Linked DNA regions of Mus musculus: region 1 is linked to region 2. A link is a contact called in public promoter capture Hi-C data. All regions are on one chromosome and are shown on one strand. The core of a region is the stretch at or near the end of the contact, and the rest is flanking DNA. Distances in the headings are between cores, read along the strand shown. Region 1 holds the start of Pcbp2 (poly(rC) binding protein 2). Region 2 has its middle 10 kb from the start of Sp7.

Region 1 (4,332 bases), core at 462-2,961, 94 kb before region 2:
AGATGGCCCCTTTTTACTCATCCTCTGAAACAACTTTGAAATAACTACTTATGTAGACAAAGAATTTGGTTTTTGATATTTTTGTTTTTAATACTTTAACACCAAACACTGACAGTTCCAAGAGTCTCAAGCCCTGAAATTTCTCCAATAGCATGGCAAGTATTCATCCCTTCAAATCAGTATCAATGATTTCTCTCCTCCTACAACTAATTTTGTCCCTTCATAAAACCAGTCAGTTTTCACTTTGCCATAAACACACACAATACACATACTGTTGGGTTTTTTGTTTTGTTTTTTTGAGACAGGGCCTCACTATGTTGCCCAGTACTGAATGTAACTATTAACACCAGGCTGGCCTCCAAACTCTGAATCCCAAGTCCATACTTTAAGTATGTTTAAAGCACTTTAAAGTGACTGTCACACCACTCTATATAATGCAAACTATCTTCTGGTTACTTCAGGATGTAAGTGATTACATAAATGCATCCCTAAAGCACATCAGTTCCCTATTTCCAGAAAACAGTTAATTGCTGTCAAAAAAAAAAAAACCTCACAAATCAACATCTCATTTATGGAAAAACAATGCTTGTTCACTGAGTCTGCAAGATTAACACCCCCTCATACAGTATAAAACTGTTAGTTCCACTTCCCCACTGTTATATTAATCACCTTAGAAATACAGTTATACAAGTTCAAAAGGCAAAGAAACTGAAAACCTAGCTACAAATTCATTTCTTAAGTAAAGCACGAAGATGTATTTTTTTTAACTCCAAGTCATGTAAGTAATCTGAGAAACCTGTCAATTCCTCTCCTGAGTAGGTCAATCTAAGTGTACCCCATCCTGGGAATCCAGCTGTTAATCCTGCAGTCAATTACCCCTCTATAAATAGCTCGGTCTGGTTTATAGCGGCAGGCATTTTGTAATTTCAAAATTCGTTACCCGAGAGAACGTCAGAGTAACTCGGTAACAGGGAGTCCGCCTACCCTTTAACTCTGCAGCTCCCCACTCCCCTCCCCCGCCCGGGTCATCCAAGCATTTTCCACTTAAAAAAAAAAAGCCCCCCCCCTTTCCCTTGACTGGGAAAGGGGGTGAATAAACGGTTCGGTCAGGGGGGGGCGCTGCGACCCAGGGGGAGGGGCCGGACAAGCAGCGCCTCCTCGTGTGTCTGCGCCAGCGCCTGACCCCCGCGGGGAGCCGCGCTCACCCGCCCCGCCAGCAAGCCGGCCATCGCCTCCCCAACCCCCCTCAACCAACAAATCCACCGCCGCCCCCCCTGCCGCGCGCGCGCCCTCCCTGACTCCTGCGCAGCCGCCACCGGGAGGGAGGGGGGAGGGGGCAGGCTCTGCGCGAGGCCTACTAGGCCGCGCCGGAGCCAGGGCCTCGCGTGAATGCCCGGGCAGGCAGAGTGAAGTAGTAGACGCTCATGCGGGTCTACGAGAGGCCGAGGCTCCAGAATAGGGCCGGAGTCCGCCAAGAAGGATGTCACGAGTGGAAGAAGAAGCTATTGCCGGCGGCGGAGCAGAAGATTTTAAGCTTACCTGGAGGCGCGAGTCGACTGAGGGGAAAAGGGGAGCGGGCGGGAAGGGGAAGGGCGGGAGGCCGGGGGCGGAACAATAGGGGCGGGCGGGAAGGCGAGGGGGGCCCCGCTAGCGGGCGGAGGAGGGGGGGGTGAGGAGGAGGAAGGGGGAGAGAGACCCCGGGGCGGGTGGAGGGCGGCGGAGGGCGGGCGGGCGGGCGGAGGGCGGGCGGGCGGGAGAGGGCGCAGGCTGCGGCTGCTCCGGCTGCTGCCTCTGCTGGTCTGGGAGGGGGACGGGGCGGAGCGGGCCGCTTTCAACCCCGCGCACCCTTCGACCCCGGAAGCGCTAACCGCCCCGGGGGCCGGCGAGTCGACTGCGTCGTCCACACTTTCCCCACGCAATGCGGACCGCCTTCCCGGAGCCTAGAGCGGCTCCTTGGACAGCGTCGGCACCAGCGAGACGGCCAGTAACCAGCGGCGAGGTCTGAGATAGAGCGGCAGCGCAGAGGCGCGGAGGATACCAGTGGCCTCTAGCGGAAGAACTGGAAAGCTCAGGCCTAAATACGAAGAGGTGGCCAATGCTTTGGGATCAAGATAGGAGGGAGGGAAAGGAAAATAACAGTTGTCTAAAATAAAAAACGAATGGCCAGACTGAAAGTGTCAGGCAAACTGCTTACTCTAAAAATAATCCACTTTAGTGAGTGCAGAAGAAATGAAAACATCATTATTTTGCAGCCCAGATACTGAATCAGGCAATAATAATTATAATAAAGAATTAAAACGTAAAAGAATGTTCTTAAATCAGACGGTGGTGGTACCCAACTTGATTCCAACACTGGAAAGGCAGAGTCAGGAAGATCTCTGAGTTCGAGTCCACCCTGGTCTACAGAGTGAGTTCCAGGACAGACAGGGCTTTTTAGAAATCAAAAGAAAGAAAGAAAAGAAAAAAAAAAAGAAAGAAAGAAAAGTAACTTTAAAACTTCACTGTATTAGGACAACATTGATCATGTGAATATCTCACTATTATATAAGAAGTACTGTATAATCTAGAATTCCTGCCCAAATTGGTTAATCTTTTTATTAAGTCTAATTATCCATTTATAGGAACGAAAGAACAAGTTAAACATCAGTACAAGAAGGTACTCTGTGGCCAAGCACAGTGTGTGATACAAGCTGATACCATTGGGGAACTTAAGGATGACAAAGGTGAACCTCAGGCCACCTTGGACTGTAGAGCAACGCTGCTTTATTGTTGCCTGTTGCTCCTTAAAAAAAAAAAAAAAAAAAAAAAAAAAAGACATCTTGAAAACACAGAATTTTGTACACAACACAAGACAACTATCCTGGTGTCTTTAAAAAGGCAATAAACCTTTTTTTAAACGGTTTGTATGTGTGTATACAAACTGAGTGTGTGTGTGTGTGTACTTACACCACAGCAGGCAGGAAGAAGTCAAAGGAGGATTTTCAGGAGGAGTCAGTTTTCTCCTTCAACCAAGCGGGTCCTGAAGATCGGACTCAGGACATCAGGCGTGATGGCAAACGCCCTTTCCATCGCACTGGCTGTTAGGACTGGGACGATGTCTCAATAGTTCTCCAACTGTTCTCCCAGAGATTCAGTGTTCAATCACCAGTACCGACATAGGATCTCACAGTTCCATGGGATACAACACCCTCTTCTGGATTCCACAGGCACTTGCACACAAGTGGTGCACATATATACATGGCAGGTAAAACCCATACAAAATAAATAGGTACATCTGTAAGGAGTCCGAGGCACATGCAGGTAAAAGGCAGGCAGATCTTTTGAAGTCAGCCTGATCTACATGGCAAGTTTCAGGACACTGAGAGCTACATAGTGAGATTCACTCTCAAAAATCAAACAAAAACAACTTGTTCTTACAAAGGAGCCAAGTTCAGTTCCCTGTAGATGGGTTCACAATTCCCTGAAGATTCAACTCCAAAGATCTGATGCCCTCTTCTGGCTTGCTAGGGTGCTTACACCCTCGGGTGCACATAACTATCCTACAGATACACATATGCATAAATTTTGTTGTTGTTGTTGTTGTTGTTTCTTAAGACAGGGTTTCTATGGGGAGCCCTGGCTGTACTCACTCAAAGATCCAATTGCCTCTGCCTCCCAAATGCTGAGATCAAAGGTGTGTGCCACCACCGCCTAGAAAAAAGAAATTCATTTTCCTCTCTTTTCTGTACACAGGTGTTTTTGCCTATTGTGTATGCAGTACTTGTTGTGGTTTTACTATCAGTCAAATGGAGCCAAGTGACTCCAAATGTCTTTCTTTCCACCACCCAAATGAGGAGCTAATATTGGGAATGCAAAATAAAATCCTCATTTGACACCATTTGGTGCCAGGTGTCACTGTACACACTTTTAATCCCAGCACTAAGGAGGCAGAGGCAAGTGGATTTCTTGAGTTCAAGACCAGCTTTGTCTTGGACAGGGCTCTATAGAGAACCTGTCTCAAAAAAAAAAAGAAAGAAAGAAAGAAAGAGAGATAAAGAGAGGAAGAAAGAAAGAAAAACCAACAAACAAAACCTTATCATTTGGCCAAAGGTAAAGGGTAAAGGGTGGAAAGGAAGTAGGGAAAACCCCAGGAAAAAAAAGCCAATTAAGGAACAAGTTTACTGGACTGGCAAGATGGCTCAGCAGGTAAGAGTGCTGACTGCCCTTCCAAAGGTCCTGAGTTCAAATCCCAGCAATGACATGGTGACTCACAACTGCCCTTAATGAGACCTGATGCCCTCTTCTGGTGTGTCTGAAGACAGCTTCAGTGTACTTATTTAAATAAATCTTTGA
Region 2 (4,469 bases), core at 974-3,473:
AGCAAAGAGGGAGGAAGAGAGGCCTGTCACCAGGGAGGTTTCTTGATTTCCTGCCTGTCCTTGAGAGTCAGCCTAATGTTTGTTCTTCCTCAGGAATCAGAGAACTGCTCCTCTTTGCTCTCTTTGATTTTGGCTGTCATATATAAACTTAGTGGATGGATACCCTGCATTTCTATAATGGAACCAGCTAGGAGGTGCCCTCAGAGAAGCAATCTAATACCTTCCTAGGGTGGTATCCCGTTATTTTTGGATCTCTAAAGTCTCCTCACGAAGCAAAAAAGGACCAAGAAGTTAGACGGGGATGGGGTGGGGTGGAGATAGCATGTGGTGATATCTGTGGGTGTGTTGACTTTCTAAGACTCAGCCTGTGGTTCCTGTGTCGCCACGAATGCCCATGAGTGTATGACTGTGGCATGTGGTGTGTGCCTATGTCAGTCTGTGTGTCAGGGCAGGGGCTCCCTGTGGTGTGCAAATGTGTTGGGAGGGGGGTGATGGGGAGAGCCTGGCTCCTTTGCTTCCACCCCCATCCCTGCTCCCATCTGGCCTTGATCAGTGGGTCCCTGGGGAGGGAGCCGCGGTTTCGGATACAGGAAAATGTTCCAGGAAGCGGCCACTGTGCTGAACCCGGCTTGGGCTCCCCCAGCGGAAATTGTTACAGGAAGGAGGAGGGGAGGGAGTGTTGCGATAGGATTAAGGATGGAGGAGGGTGGCTCTTGGCTCCTCTCTGGATGGGATAAAGCTGAATAAGTTGATGGGAATCTCAGGTCAGCCAGGATCCTGGATGCTACCACCTCAATCATTTAATGCAAAACTGGGAACTTGGAAAATAGGGTCCCTTTCCCTTTTTATTCTCTCGAATCCTTTTTATAGTTCTATTACCTACCATGAATGCCAGCTGGGACCAGGATACCTGGGTATTGCCTGAAAATGACTTGGCTTGGTGAGGGGCTAAAGAGTCAGCCCCTCTCCTCTCCGCATTGAAGGGGCTTTGAAGCTCATGTCCAGGACTGGGAGGGATGCCTAATTGGGATAATGGAGGTTAATGGGGCGCCTGGAGGGGGTGGCCACGCTTCTAGATCAAAGAAGCCAGCTCTTCCCAACCACCACAGCTGGAGGTCACAGCTGGAGGGGGAGGGGCAGGGACTCAGAGCCAGCCAGCAGGGGGTGCTCTGGCCTCGGAATGCTTGTCCTCTGGCGTCTCAGGCTCCTTCTTCGATCTGCTTTTGCCCGAGAACGCTTATCCTGAGGTTCTGAGTCCTCTTTTTTGGGTGCTGGGGAAGAGGGAAAGGTCAACAGGATGTCAACTTCCTCAGGTTGTTGCAGGGTCCCAAAGCACTAGCTTTAGATCCAGTTTGGAGAAAGCCAAGGCTGGGAGGCTAAGTTTATAAGGGAGGCAGAGAAAGACCCGACTTGGCATTGGGGGTGTTGGCTAGGATGGAGGCCAAGGGGCACCAGCGCTTCCCCGCCATCGCCCCCCTCCCCGGGGTTGGCGCTCCCTCTCGGGCTCTAATCGGCGCGGCGGCCGCAGCGGGCAGAGTCAGCGCCGCCAGTCTCCGGGACGCGACTCCCAGCAATTGTGGTCGGGACCGCAGATATGCAGCTGCCTCCTGCCCGGGCGCCTGGCCCGGCCGGCCCCGCCTGCGCCCCGCCCCGCCCCCAGCCGGCCCGCCCCTTGCCTGCCAGCAGCACCGGGACACTGAGGCATGCAAGAGGTCCCAGGTGGCCAGCGTAAGCGGTGGAGATGCCCCAGCCCAGACCTCACTATGTTCATTGTCCCTCTGCCCGCTCTGTTTCTCAGCTTTAGCTGGAGGCTTATACTTTCACTGTACGCCTTGCTTCGAGCCTCCTCTTGGAAAAAGTCGAACAGTGCTTTGATGCTTTGAAATGCAGGGGAGGGGAGGGATGTCTGACTGAGATGGAGGAGGAGGGTGGAGATGGGCGCGATGGCGGACTCTCATTGACAAGGGCAGCGGGGAAAGTTTCTAAGTAGAGGAGAAAAGGACGGAATGGGAGAAGCAGGGGCGAGTGTCAAAGGGTAGGAAAATAGTTCTTTAGAGGCACCCCAGCCATTCAGGGGCTTCCTGCTAGAATGCTGAGAGAAAACGCTCAGATACTGCACTGGCCCCTTCCTCAATGCTGAGCAGAGCCACTGACTATCCAGAGCTATTCTCAGCACTGAACTTTAAAACCTGCATGCCTGCTCATTTTTCCTGTGAGGCTGGCTCTCCTTTCCACCCCGTACACTTTGACCTCTGGCTTGGTGTGATGACACCAATTGCCATCCTCATCTCCAGTTTTGTCCTCCAGCAACCTGTGATGAACTAACACGTATCATGTATGAAGCAAGTACTAAGCGGTGGATACTGTTTATAGTTAAGGGATAGAGGTGTAGTCCAGTGGTAGTTATAAGTGTAGTCTGGTAGTAGTTATAAGTGTAGTCTGGTAGTAGTTATAGGTGTAGTTTAGTTATATTATAGGTGTAGTCCAGTGGTAGTTATAGGTGTAGTTTAGTGGTAGAGCGCTTATGTAGTTTGTGTGAGACCCTGTGATTGATGTCTAGCATCGAGTGGGTGGTCCAGCATACATTTCTAATTTTTGTGGGTTTTAAAAAATTAGCCAGGCCGTAGTGGCCCATACCTTTAGCCCCAGAGCTCAAAGGCAGAGGCAGGAAGATCTCTGTGAGTTTGAAGCCAACCTGGTCTACAGAGTGAGTTCCAGGACAGCCAGGGCTCACAGTGAAACCCTTTCTCAAAAAACCAAATAAACCAAATTGCTTTTGAGTGTGTGTGTGTGTGTGTGTGTGTGTGTATGTGTGTGTGTGTCACAATGCATATGTGGTGGAGGTCAGGAGTCAGTGCTATCCTTTTACCTTGTAGGTCACAGGGATAGAATTCAGGTCCCCTGGCACGATGGCAGGTATCTTTACCCACTGAGCACTGTGCACAGTTTCAAATCATTATAACAACCTTGAGAGATGACTGTCTTGTTTCTCCTTTCTACAGAAGAGGAATCCTAGGTTAAACAGTTTGCCCAAGCTTGCACCATACTAAATGGCTGACAGACACAGAACTGTCGGGCTCTAAGACCCCCTTTCATGCTCATCTTTGCAGCCAGGGCTATCTTTTTAATATACAAACATTTCTATATGTTGTCCTGGGGATTAAGGTCACATACCTTGCATAGCTGATGAGACATTTCCCACCCCCACTTTCTCTCTCATGTTCTGGGGTGGAACTCCTGGGATCTATGCTTGTGAAACACTCTACCACTGTCTACAGAATCCAACCCCCACATCCCCTTTGTGTGTGTGGCAGAGCTTCACTAAATTGCCTATGCTGGCCGTGGGCTCTTGAGTAGCCCGCAGTCTCTGGAGTAGCTGGGAATACAGGCCCATTCCACGAGGCCTGGTTCAGCCTTCACCCTATGCTCCAGTCATATGCACAGAGGTGCTAACTCTTCTTACCCTGGAACAATGTGCATTTGCAATATTTCTATTTTGTTGTTGTTTTCTTGGAGGACGGAATGTCGGGATATAGCTGCCTGACCTGGAATTCACAATTCTCTTGCCTTTCTGCCTTCTGTCCCAATTGTCGTAATTGCCAGTGTGTTCAACCTCACCCCGCCAGACCAAGTCTTATTTTTATTGAGCCTTGAGCCTTCCTTCCTTCCTTCCTTCCTTCTTCCCTTCCTTCCTTCCTTCCTTCCTTCCTTCCTTCCTTCCTTCCTTCATACCTCCCTCGTCTCCTTCCATTTTCTTCCTTCTTTCCTCTGGTAGAATCTTACTATGTAGCTCTGGCTAGTTTTAAACTCATGGCACCGCACTCCCTCTACCTCAGCCTCCTAAGTGCTAGGACCACCTTCAGCTTTTTTGGTTTCTTTATATGGTTTTCTTCTAGCCTTCCACTACTGACTTAGATCAATTCTGTCTCCTGTAGCACACACTACTTGCTTTAATTAAAAGGCTTCCTCTTTTTGTTAGTTACAGGATAGTTTGTGAGGCACAGAACTGGATCAGTCATGTTTATGGTTGCAGACCTGTGTGCCTAGCTCTGTGTGCTCTGCATAAAGTAGGTGTTTGCTGAGTGAGTCAACTCTCTGTAGACTTACCCTATATCTCTCATATAGCTGTGATCCTAACAACTAGAGCAACTAGAGCAGGGCTCTGCCTATTCAGCATGTAGAAGATCCTGAGTTTAATCCCCTGACATGAGAGAGAGAGAGAGAGAGAGAGAGAGAGAGAGAGAGAGAGAGAGAGAGAGAGAGAGGAAGTTAGTTAAAGATTGGAATGTAGCAGCTGGACGCAGTGGCACATGCCTTTAATCCCAGCACTCGAGAGGCAGTGGCAGGCGGATTTCTGAGTTCGAGGCCAGCCTGGTCTACAAAGTGAGTTCCAGGACAGTCAGGGCTATACTGAGAAACCCTGACTCAAAACACCCCCCTCCAAAAAAAAAAAAAAGAGCAGTGTATGT

What was found. Promoter capture Hi-C pulls out the DNA fragments that hold promoters and counts their contacts.
Region 1: a contact with region 2 is called in a promoter capture Hi-C map of the HPC-7 cell line. The contact joins the promoter of Pcbp2 here to the enhancer-like site in region 2. A contact is called at or near these places in 21 of 39 promoter capture datasets (the 3T3-L1 cell line, 3T3-L1-derived adipocytes, the C10 cell line and 13 more), 3 of 15 datasets of contacts at CTCF or cohesin (the NIH/3T3 cell line, embryonic stem cells and large pre-B cells), 10 of 484 Hi-C or Micro-C datasets (CD8 T cells, the N1E-115 cell line, the P5424 cell line and 3 more), 18 of 115 datasets of contacts at active chromatin or transcription factors (the HPC-7 cell line, bone marrow-derived macrophages, embryonic fibroblasts and 8 more) and 3 of 9 other capture datasets (adipose tissue, liver and pancreatic islet).

The regions. Positions count from the first base shown.
Region 1 is chr15:102,468,011-102,472,342 of GRCm38.p6, reverse strand. Pcbp2 (poly(rC) binding protein 2) reads right to left here and starts at 1,711. Exons shown (of 15, transcript NM_001103165.1): 1 at 1,540-1,711. It overlaps Gm36331 (a long non-coding RNA gene), which reads left to right and starts at 1,847. Exons shown (of 2, transcript XR_384469.3): 1 at 1,847-2,088; 2 at 2,622-2,902.
Region 2 is chr15:102,374,070-102,378,538 of GRCm38.p6, reverse strand. No RefSeq gene overlaps it. Among named protein-coding and RNA genes, the nearest start is that of Sp7, 10 kb to the right of the region's middle. Within about 2 kb of position 2,223, at least 222 of the 459 cell types and tissues checked have an H3K27ac peak or open chromatin away from gene starts, as enhancers often do. A contact at or near this core is called in 3T3-L1-derived adipocytes, CD8 T cells, the HPC-7 cell line and 12 more, where this site is marked.